Regions from separate parts of the Sus scrofa genome. Here regions 1, 3 and 4 are each linked to region 2. The links are chromatin contacts, called in public HiChIP or PLAC-seq maps. All regions are on one chromosome and are shown on one strand. Each heading gives the region's core, a stretch centred on a gene start, on an enhancer-like site or on the middle of the called end of the contact. The rest is flanking DNA. Distances are from core to core; before and after follow the strand shown. Region 1 overlaps LOC106508008 (a long non-coding RNA gene). Region 2 overlaps LPP (lipoma-preferred partner). Region 3 overlaps LOC106508361 (a long non-coding RNA gene). Region 4 has its middle 140 kb from the start of BCL6.

What was found. HiChIP or PLAC-seq counts read pairs in DNA pulled down with a chosen protein or histone mark.
Region 1: an H3K27ac HiChIP or PLAC-seq map of skeletal muscle shows a contact between it and region 2. The contact joins two enhancer-like sites. A contact is called at or near these places in 2 of 5 promoter capture datasets (fetal liver and skeletal muscle), 4 of 47 Hi-C or Micro-C datasets (embryonic fibroblasts and skeletal muscle) and 2 of 2 datasets of contacts at active chromatin or transcription factors (alveolar macrophages and skeletal muscle).
Region 3: a contact with region 2 is called in an H3K27ac HiChIP or PLAC-seq map of skeletal muscle. The contact joins two enhancer-like sites. A contact is called at or near these places in 1 of 47 Hi-C or Micro-C datasets (skeletal muscle) and 1 of 2 datasets of contacts at active chromatin or transcription factors (skeletal muscle).
Region 4: an H3K27ac HiChIP or PLAC-seq map of alveolar macrophages shows a contact between it and region 2. The contact joins two enhancer-like sites. A contact is called at or near these places in 2 of 2 datasets of contacts at active chromatin or transcription factors (alveolar macrophages and skeletal muscle).

What each region holds. Positions count from the first base shown.
Region 1 is chr13:125,418,342-125,421,041 of Sscrofa11.1, reverse strand. The region is part of intron 3 of LOC106508008 (a long non-coding RNA gene); the gene reads right to left. Among named protein-coding and RNA genes, the nearest start is that of BCL6, 30 kb to the right of the region's middle. Within about 2 kb of position 1,356, at least 2 of the 83 cell types and tissues checked have an H3K27ac peak or open chromatin away from gene starts, as enhancers often do. A contact at or near this core is called in alveolar macrophages and skeletal muscle, where this site is marked.
Region 2 is chr13:125,916,337-125,919,036 of Sscrofa11.1, reverse strand. The region is part of intron 2 of LPP (lipoma-preferred partner); the gene reads right to left. Among named protein-coding and RNA genes, the nearest start is that of LPP, 140 kb to the right of the region's middle. Within about 2 kb of position 1,291, at least 23 of the 83 cell types and tissues checked have an H3K27ac peak or open chromatin away from gene starts, as enhancers often do. A contact at or near this core is called in alveolar macrophages and skeletal muscle, where this site is marked.
Region 3 is chr13:125,554,494-125,557,193 of Sscrofa11.1, reverse strand. LOC106508361 (a long non-coding RNA gene) reads right to left here. Exons shown (of 2, transcript XR_001304512.2): 2 at 2,259-2,462. It overlaps LOC110256388 (a long non-coding RNA gene), which reads left to right. Exons shown (of 2, transcript XR_002337801.1): 2 at 1-996. Among named protein-coding and RNA genes, the nearest start is that of BCL6, 170 kb to the right of the region's middle. Within about 2 kb of position 1,338, at least 3 of the 83 cell types and tissues checked have an H3K27ac peak or open chromatin away from gene starts, as enhancers often do. A contact at or near this core is called in skeletal muscle, where this site is marked.
Region 4 is chr13:125,526,316-125,529,015 of Sscrofa11.1, reverse strand. No RefSeq gene overlaps it. Among named protein-coding and RNA genes, the nearest start is that of BCL6, 140 kb to the right of the region's middle. Within about 2 kb of position 1,310, at least 26 of the 83 cell types and tissues checked have an H3K27ac peak or open chromatin away from gene starts, as enhancers often do. A contact at or near this core is called in alveolar macrophages, where this site is marked.

The sequences.
Region 1 (2,700 bases), core at 107-2,606, 500 kb after region 2:
GAGTCTCTTTGCACGGGCCTCAGATAACCATAAATAACATAGGCAGATGATTTTAAAGAAGCCATTTTTGTAGGTAAGGACTACTTGGATTTGGAGGCAAAGGAGGACCATTTTCTTTTTGGTGTGAAACACCGAGAATGTTAGGGATGAAAGAGGCCTGGGGCAGCCTGTGGACTTAGACATCTTAGATTGTAAAACTGAGCTGTGTAAAGAAGGGTTCCACAGGGATTCACAGACTTTAAAAAACATAAAAACAACCCCCTTCCCAAGCCACCCCTCTTTTCTGAAGGTGCTACGGAAACCTTGAAAAATGGGTCTTTGCAAGGAAGCAGAAAACCTGGTGAGATGGTGTAAGGTCAAGAGCATGGGCTCTGAACTCAGCCAGGGTTTAAATCTCCCTCATCTGCTTTTTAGCTCTTGGATCTGAGGGAGACTACTTCCATTTGGAAACTCTGAGCCTCGACTTCTGAAATGCAGACTCTGCCTATGTCTCTCTTCATTATGAGTTTAGATTATATCACAAGGGGTTCAGCAAAGCTCTGTCTCTCATTCCTCCCCACACCCACAAAGCCCTCCTCAGCCTCTGTCTTTCTCTGCACCCTTGGTCGGAAGCACTTGCTGCTTTCTCCCTTCTCATCTACCACATTCAGGTGTTGGATCAGATGATTTCCAAATTTCTGTTACATGAGTCTAACTGTCTGGTCCTACTTTTTACCAGATGGCTGGGCTAGCTGGATAGGATATCAAACAGTCTATTTTCTATACATTTATGTTAATGAGCCATTTACTGAGCTTTACCACATTTAATCCTCAAAAGAATACCTGTAAGGTAGCAGTTGCTTTCCCCCTTTATAAATCAGCAAACCAAGCCAAAAGGCATGGAGAGAAATCATCCTAGACCTATGGTTTGGGGGCAGGCTTGCAGAGGAGACTCTTTTGAAAGGCTTAACAATAGCACAAGAAAATGAGGCCTTTCATTATACCCGTGGCCTTGAAAATCAAGTGGAAACTTCCCAGTTTTCACTCCATCCATCGCCCCTCCTCTTGCACTAAATGCTTTAGTCATCTTCTCTTTCTTTTTTGTTGTCTTTTTCCTGTGTTGCCATTCCAGGCTGAGGTCATGACTCTCCTAAGAGCCTTAATCAAATCTGGAAGGCAACAGGGCTGAACACAGGATCTTTCCTACCTGACTCCTGGACTGAACAAGTGCAAAGAAAGCTGATGTTGGGAATCCAGCTCTTGCTGCCTGCGGCTGTGGGGCTGGCTATGAATTTTTACCAGCTCTTGCCTGATCATCTTTCTTTGGCCTTTGACATACTTGTCACTGGATCCGTGGTAAAGCCAGTCTTTCTCTCTAGCCACTAATTTGTATTTCCCCCAGAGAGCCTAGAACTATGCCCTACCCAGCGGGTACTCACTGTACTGGAGGTGGTGTCGCCAACCAACACAGCCCCAGATTACATTAAGTATTTCAGCAATTGCAATGAATTTCTGGCCAGCCTTGATGGTTTGGTCAGCTTCAGTCCCAGCCTTGCCCCTCAGAGATTGACAAAGCCCAGTTTCAACTAATTCTTAATAATGCAATTAAATTTTTGGAAACTGAGCTGGGTTTCATATTTAAATGGTGACTTTCACCACACAGGAGAGGTTGGCCAAATGCAGGAGGAACTGGAAGATTTTTGCAAAGAGATGAATTTGGATTTTCCATTTTTAGAAAAGCTGCATATGCTCATGTGCAGGTAACACTCCAGGCTCAGGGGTTCCCAAGGGCCAAAAGAGTGGGTAAAGCATGAACCCCTAAACCAGCATGCCTCATAGGGAATCATCAGTATCCTCAAAAAGAAAACTAATATTAGTAGTAGAATCTAATGGTAGATATGAATTTTGTTTAAATATTCTTTATATTTTTACATTTTCACAATAAAATATTTGGGAAAAAAAGAAAAGATTTGGAAAGATTTCATGGATGGAACTAGAGACTCTCATACTAAGTGAAGCAAATCAGAAAGAGAAAGACAAATACCATATGACATCACTTTTATCTGGAATCTAATATATGGCACAAATGAACCTTTCCACAGAAAAGAAAATCATGGACTTGGAGAATAGACTCCTGGTTGCCAAGGGGGAGGGGGAGGGAGTGGGATGGATTAGGAGTTTAGGATTAATAGATGCAGACTATTGCCTTTGGAATGGACAAGCAGTGAGACCCTGCTGTGTAGCACTGGGAACTGTATCTAGTCATTTATGATGGAGCATGATAATGTGAGAAAAAAGAATCTATACATGTATGTGTAACTGGGTCACTCATGCTGTACAGTAGAAAACTGACAAAGCACTGTAAACCAGCTATAATAAAAAAAATCATTATGTAAAAAAGAAAGAAGAAAAAAGAAAAGTAGGGGCAGAATTAAAACGTTTCTGCTTTTGAAATGCAACAACACTTACCTCTCAGGGCCATTGCAAGGATGGCATTAGGGCATATGCGGAAGGGCTTGCTCAGGGTCTTGCTCAGAACAGGGAGCAATGAATGTATTTATTAACACCACAGCATGGGAAAAGGCACCACTCTGAAGTTAAACGACTGCATCTTGAACTTCATGCTGCAGCTCACTAGCCCAGCTGGTGCCTTTCCATCCCGGGTCCCAGTCTCCTCATCTTTCTAATTGGAATAATAATCACAGCATATTTCTCAGGGTC
Region 2 (2,700 bases), core at 42-2,541:
AGTGTACAATTCAGGCCCTTCCTCCCAGTCCTGGGAGGTACCTGACTGCAGGAAGCACAAGCTCTCTGCCCTTCAAGGTTAGGAATTTTACAGGCTCTGTCCACTACGGTCCTCACACACAGATGTCATCTGAGAGGAAGAGGGTAACTCTGATTCAGGGATGCTGTGTTAACAAGCCCACTGAGCTAACAGGCCTAAAGCCCATTCTCCAACCTAGTGTTTATCTCCAGCTGTCTGACCACTGCATTACCTTCAACTGGTTTCTAGATGAACACCAAAGAACTGAGGCTTGGGGGCTAAGGCAGAGGCTGGGTTCAGCCTCAGTGAGCCCCCTCCAGCCCCAACACATCATCCAATCTAACCACACCAAACATTCCCTACCTTGCACGTCGTATGTCAGGGGCTTCTGCCTTCGCTCACTTTCTTCATTCATTCTCAAACTGCCTTTCCAAATCCTTCCCTCACCCTACCCTCTACCTGACCCACAGGCCAGGATCACGCAGCCTCTCAGGTGCCGCCAACCTCAGGAATCTCTTTGGTCCCTGAATCCTCCCTGCTCATTCACACTTGATCTTTATCACTCTGTAATCACAGACATTTTTAAGTGTAAGTCAAATATCTAGGAGAGTCTTAGTCCCTCCACTGTCAAGTCACAATCATCTCCATCTCCCATCACTCCTCCACTGGCACGAATTAACTAATGTTTATGGACAACTCATTATGTACTAGCCATGAACATAAGAGCATTATACTCATTATCTCATTTAATCTTCCCTAGGAAATAGGTACAGTTGAAGGAACAGGGTCTGTGCCCTCAGAGGCTCACCATGCCAAGCACATCTCACTGTGTCTGGTATAACTATCGGAGGCTTGCCAACTTGAGGCAGAATAGCAGGAGGGGATGACGTGAGACTTAGGGGGGACTACGTTCAGTTCAAAACTGAAGATTCCACTTTCACTGCCTTGACCTTCACCTACAATTGTCCCTGGGTTGAAGGAGAAAGAACTCTCACCAAAAAAAAAAAAAAAAAAAGAAAAAGAAAAAAGAAAAAACAGAAGGAGAACAACATAAAAGTCCATGTGGTCACTCCTTCATGAAAAGGCCTAATTGCTCAATTTGAAAAAGTCTCCCCAACCCCATTCCTAGCTCTGAAAACAGAGGTCTGGATCACTGTGGTTTTGTCACGAGATGAATAACAAGCCCTGAGGATTGCTAGAATTACAAGGCCCAGACCAGATCCACTCAAATATAGCTGGAAGCTTTCTAGTAATTCTAACCGTGCATGGGGAATGAGCTGCTCAGAAGTGACTCACTTACTGGAATCTGTGCTGCCTGCATTACTCAGCTGATATTAATACACCCACTTGTTCATTAAAGTTTAATTGGAGTTCATGTGAATTGGTTTCACTGGATACTTAATCAAAGAGAAGTGTTTGTATATGAACTGCTCACATACAAAGCTAGAAAGCACAGCTTTCCTCCAGCCTCTACACACAACCACTGGCTGCTCTTCCAACTCTGTTGACACAGTAAGTCAGTCACAGAGGGTAGGACAGTGATCTTGAAAGAGGAGGGGGGAAAGCTGTCTAAACAAACAGAGAACAAGAGTAAATAGAAAATCTTAAGGCACCAGTTACAGTTCCCCAGCTCATCAGACAGCCTGACATGGGCCAAGACTCAAATGCCAACTCCTCAATAGGAACCTGTTTCTTTCTGGGGTTCATTATCAAGGCTTCAGGGCTCCTCTTCTCCCTGGGCACCTGTCTCCCAGCCGTACATCTTTATTTTTAAAATGGGTGGATAAGGAAATTAACCACCATTCAACATAATCACACATTTCTCCTATACTGACAAGCAAACCATGAACACAATCCCAAACGCCTATTTATACAATCAGGGCTGTCAGTACCCTGTTATTTCTTATCAGATATCTCACTAATCAACATTTCTGGAAGTATAAATTTTTCAAGCTCCTGAAAAGACTGTGCATGAAGTTGGGCAGAAATAAATTTCAAGTCTAGTGGCTCTGGTTGTATTAACAAGTTTTCCTTCTGAATGGTCACCATTGTTAAGTATACATGACTTCTTGGCCCAAAAAAAAAATCAGGTGAGTTAAAAATTTGGCACTATAGATGATCCGATTTGCTGAAACAACCCTCAGAGATTGTAGATCGAAAGGCAAGGTACTGATTTTTTAACAGCTTTATTGACATATGATTCACAAACCGTACAGTTCACCCATTTAAAATCTACAATTCAGTTTTTAGTATATTCACAGAGCTGTGCAACCACTGCCACAATCTAACTTAACATTTTCACTGACCCCAAAAGAATCCCATACTCATTAGCAGTCACTCCCTATGCCCCACCCCACCCCTGCCAGCAACCACTAATCTACTTTCTGTCTTCATAGACTATGAATTTTCCTATTATGGACTTTTCATATAAATGGAATCATATGACCTGTGACCTTCAGTGGCTCAAAGGTTAACGAATCCGACTAGGAACCATGAGGTTGCAGGTTCAATCCCTGGCCTTGCTCAGTGGGTTAAGGATCCAGTGTTGCCGTAAGCTGTGGTGTAGGCTGCAGGCGTGGCTCAGATCCCGCATTGCTGTGGCTCTGGTGTAGGCCGGTGGCTACAGCTCCAATTCAACCCCTAGCCTTGGAACCTCCATGTGCCGCGGGAGCAGCCCAAGAA
Region 3 (2,700 bases), core at 89-2,588, 360 kb after region 2:
GGCTTTTTAGCCACCAGCAATATTATGAGATCGTAACTACTCTAAAAGCCTCAACGTCACTGTGAGGCAATGTAACATTTTCCACCAGCATGGACAGGGACAGAAGAACCATGGATGGAGGGAGGCCAGTATGCTCCCATCTCAGCTGTCATTTTGCATTTGATCCCTTCTGTGCCAGCAACTGGATTTATTGCTGGTTAGAACAGTGACTCACGGTCCTTTGACGCCAACCAACTAATTTATCCTGCTATGCTTAGTAGGTACAAATGTTTAGCATGTGGTCAAAAATAGAGATCCCTCACCCTCCACCCCGTCATCCCGGCCCTTAACTCTTGCTTGAGCTAAGGACTTTCTCAAACCCACGTCAAACTTTTGCCTCAAATGTAATTGGCTTTATTTTAGGTATCACTGACTTGTAACCCAGTCATGAAGGCTAGCAAAATATAAAAGGCAAGACTCTCACCTAGGAGTTCCCTGCCCCAAGTCTATCCTCACTTCTTTTTTAAAACTGATTTGTCACCTTTGGCAACTCATTTCTTCTCTCTGAGCCACATTATCCCCAAATGAGAGGGTTAAATTGGGTGAGTTTTGGTGGATTGTCTATTTTAAGGAGGTTCTTATAAGATTATGCTTTTATCAGAGGCATCTTGCTACATCTCAGGTTTTCTCTATCATCCTGATATGCTTTGGGGATGAGGCTCTGTTCTCAATGGAGTTCTGCTCTATTTCTAAAATGATGAGGAGCTCCTTGAAAGCTAAGAACGATGTCAGTTTAACCTGGGTGAAATTAACTTCAGGATTAGCAATGGGGGCACAACAAACTTCAGAACTTGACATGATTTAAGTTTTCTCTCTTGCATTACAGTATTTCTTTTGAAACCTACTTCCCAGGCCAAATGGACAGGGCACCCACTGTAAGCATCTAAGAAGTGAAAATGAATTCAGAGGAAAACCCTACAGGGCTAAAAATAAATGAGGTGTTTTATTTTAAAAGTCACAGATAGCTTTGACTCTGGAGAGCTGGCTGTGTATTGATTTTTCTAACATGACTGTGAGAACTTGGGTCTGAAACTTGAGTCTCTCCATCTACTTATTCAGCTAGTATTTCTTAAGTGCCTGTGTAGTGCCAGGCAGTTTGCTATGGCTGTGGGAAAACAGCCATAATATTAATACTACCCTGATCCTAAAAAACTTAAACTCTTCCAGAGATGATTTGGCAGGTGCCCAGATCATTAGGTTTTTGTTTGTTTTGCTTTTCAGGGCCGTACCTGTGGCATATGAAGTTCCCAGACTAGGGGTCGAATTGGAGCTACAGCTGCCAGCCTACAGCACAACCACAGCAACTCGGGATCCGAGACTTGTCTGTGACCTACATCACAGCTCACGGCAATGCCGGTTCCTTTAACCCATTGAGCGAGGCCAGAGATCACACCTTCATCCTCATGGATACTAGTGGGGTTGGTAACCTGCTGAGCCACGACGAAACTCCCGGGATCACTGTAGTTTAAGGCAGTGGCTTCAACACCAGGAGAAATCTTGGGGCTTCAGAGGAGGGTAACATTCTGTTTCCCTGACGGTGCTTCCCAGAGAGAGTGGCATCCTCAGTCTTGATGGGGATCAGCAAGATTTTAATTCAGTGTCAATAAGCCAGAGATGGGGGAGCTTGCCTCTTTGTGATTCTTTTTTTTTTTTCCTTTCATCTATAGAATGTGATAATAATAGTATCAGCCTCATAGACTTGTGAGTAATATGTGATTTCATATGTATTAAAGCTCTTAGAAAAGTTCCTGGAACATTGTAAGTGCTCAAAAACATTAATCATTATTTTTATTCTTAGCATCAGAGTAAAATTACCCTCAAAGTTTCTTACAGTCTCAAGAGCGAGATCCATGGAGGGAAGCCCCGTACCCATTGACTTTCTTCTAGGTTACAGTAAAGCCCCTCTGGTCTTCGCAGGTGTCTAGGGTGCAACTCACAACTGTACTGTCACTTTCTCCATCTCCCCCAACTTGTCTTTCTCTGTCTTTCAACCTCTAACACACACACACACACACACACACACACACACACACACGCACACATGCATGCACACACAAAAAGTGCTTCTCTCTGTAGGAGCTGGACTGTTTATCAAAAGCTCCAGGTGTAGGAGTGTTTCAAGTGATTTTTGGAAACTGATATAATTTCAGAGATAATAGGCATCAAGACTGTGGGTGTGAAATACAAACAATAGGTGAGTTCATATCGACATCTTTACATTGAGGAGAGGTGGGTTTTCCTTTTGATTGCTTTTTTTTTTTTTTTTTTCTTTTCCAAAAGCATCGTCATTTATTTGGTTTGACAACAATCTTTCCTCTGGAAATTAGACATCAAGACATACAACACAGGGGTGTAGCTGATTAATTGTAAGAAGGACTCAATCTCTTTTGAGCATGGCTTGGTCCTCCTTCAGGCATGGCAGCCTACAAAAATGAATTTGATATGAGTCATTTATTTTACATAAACCAAAGAGGTTACCCCTAAGATGAACTGTCTGGCTTACTGTTCCCCACCCCCACCGAGTCCCACACACCATCGCAGGAAGGCATTAGCAGTTTCAAAACTTGAACTTTCTCTCAAACATTTCTTTACTTGAACCAAGCAGAATTTCTACATTAAAAAAATAATTGTCACTGTGCCAGTTGTATTGAATGATTATGG
Region 4 (2,700 bases), core at 61-2,560, 390 kb after region 2:
GTCCCGTCCCCCACTCTGGCCTTCGATTCTACATCTGCAAAGTGAGAGGAATTAAATTATGCCTGGCATCCCATCCAGGTCCCAGTGTCTCTGATTAAAAGCGTATGTTCAGGAATGGACCCTGCTTGCTGCCGGGATCCTTGTGCATCTTGAAGCCCAGGCCCAAGGGGCTGGAGCCTGGAGCTGCGCCCAAACACAGCCTGGCTTGGCGTTCAGCACTCTATCTGGCTGCCAAAAGGCCAGAATTCTCTAGAGAATATGAGTCCAATCTGGCCAACTTCTGATGGCCTTAAGTTATCCTCTGACCTCGAACTTCTGATTATCTGAAGTTTATTAAAAAAAAAAAAAGGGCTTAGGAATAGACATTATATCTCTCTGGAGACCCGCTTCCTTTCTTCCTTTAATTACATTCGTTCAACAACAGGGAATGGGAACTAGGCGTCAAGCAGCGTGTCTGTAATCTTTGCTTCTGCTTTTTTTGCAAGTCACATCAAAAGCAGGATTACCAAAAATGTTCCCGGAGTTCCTGTCGTGGCTTAGTGGTAATGAACCCAACTAGTATACATTGAGGACACCGGTTCAATCCCTGGCCTTGAAAAGTGGTTAAAGATCCAGCATTGCCATGAGCTGTGGTGTAGGTCTCAAATGTGTCTCGGATTCTGCGTTGCTGTGGCTGTGGCCAGGCCAGCAGCTGTAGCTCCAATTTGACCCCTAGCTTGGGAACTTCCATATGCTGCGGATGCAGCCCTAAAAAGACAAAAAAAAAAAAAAAGGAGATTCCTTGGCAGGAGGGTTTGTGAAGCCATGTGGCTTCCTCTTGAGAAAGAAAGGAAGACCTAGGTTACATGCATCTTTAAAGTATGAAGATGTGAAATCTATCACATTTGCTAATAACAATGTCTGATATTCAGAGCTGGTCCACTTCAATTACTTTTCTTTTAAATTTTTTCCCCTTTTTGGCTGTGCCTGTGGCATACATAAATTCCTGAGCCAGGGACTGAACCCAAGCCACAGCAGTGACAAAGCCAAATCCTTAACTGCTAGATCACTAGGGAACTCCCAATCGCTTTTAAAAACAGCTTCTTTACTGTCTTGCAAAGGAAATAGGTGAGGAAAATGCTTTCTGTATCTGGCTCCAAGATCAATTGTAAGGCTCAAAGGTAACATTAGATTTAAAGCACAATTCTTTTTCTTCTGCATGATTCCTTCCCCATTTTTGATGGGATGTGAAATGACTCAACGTCACTCAGGAAGCACATTTCTGAGCCATGCTGCAGAGAGTCTTTCTGCATCTTGACCCAGTGTTGCTTCTCCTAGGTCAAGCACCTTGCTTTGGATCTCAGCCATCATCTGGTTTCATTCTGTAGAGACTCAGGTGAAAGATCCTCCTGCCCCCAGGAAAAGGGCCTTTCTCTGCCACTATCCCAGGGCTCTGCATAAGCTGAGGCTGAGGGCCACTCTCTTCTAGCCTCTCTGCCTTCTAAGTTAAGGAGCTGGTTTTGGTTTCATTTCTACTAGAGTGAGGAAAAAAAAGGAGCTGATTTGATCCTTGCTCCACTCCCAGGGCAGAGATCGCTCAGACTTCTCTCCCACAGCCCTCTGTGTGCTGCCAACAGTCCCACAGGCATAAAGAAGAGGGCAATTGCGAGAGTCTGGGGACAGCAGTTTCACAATTCACCACAAGGCTCCAGGGCAGCTTGGAAGAGATGGTTGTAGCCATGTGGGGCAGTAGGTAGAATGCTGGCCTAGACTCCAGTTACTACTCTGCCACTGAAGCACTGTGTGACCTTAGGCACGTTACTGAACCTCTGTAGGCCTCTTTTTCCTCAAGTGTCAAACTAGGAAATCAGATGCTTTATAGAGTAGAAAATTTTCAGATTTGAAAAGTACTTTGGGTATCATCTAGCTCATCCTGTTTAGTTTGTACACTTGGAAACTGAGGACTAGAGAAGGGGAGTAACTTACTAATGACAGGTAAATAACAGGGTAATTTCTAGAAGACAAGACTTCATGTTGCAGTGCTGCTTTGTCTTCTGGATAATTTCCAAGGTTCTCCCCAGCTCCATGAGTCTATACTTTAAAGGCACAGTCCCTTATCAGCTCTGGCTGTCGTCTTTGGGCTTGGTATTGTGTTGGTCACCGCGTGCTTCCTTTGGAACTCTTGGTGACACTGCTTCTGTCCAGATACTTTCCCCATTACAGGATTCTTCAATTTCGTGTAAGGCTGGGCAAATGATCTGCTTAGCCACACCTCTGGCAGTCCTGTTGTAATGCTTATAATGGTCTAGGCTCATTTCAGACAGAAAATTCAGACAGGGTGTTGGGCAAGAGCAGGGTCAGCTTGGTGACTTGGCCTCGTGTATAGACAGAGACATTGCAGTAACTGCCAAGAGACCTATGTCCAGCTTGGCCCCTGAGTCACTTAGTGACCTTGAACAAGCCACATTTCCCTTCCAAGCCTCAATATCTCCATATTTAAAACTTGTTGATTGAAGTAGATAATTCCTAAGGTACCTTCCAGCTCTGCTATTCCATAGCAGAAACTTGCCCAAACTTTTAATTCCTTAGGGGATCTTGCTTAGAAACTAAGAGAATGATCTTCATCACAGGAAGTCTGAGAATGCTTGCAGGATAATAAAATAAGTATTAGGCAAAAAAATAAGAATTTTATGTAGCCCTTTGCTTTTGGATCATATTTTC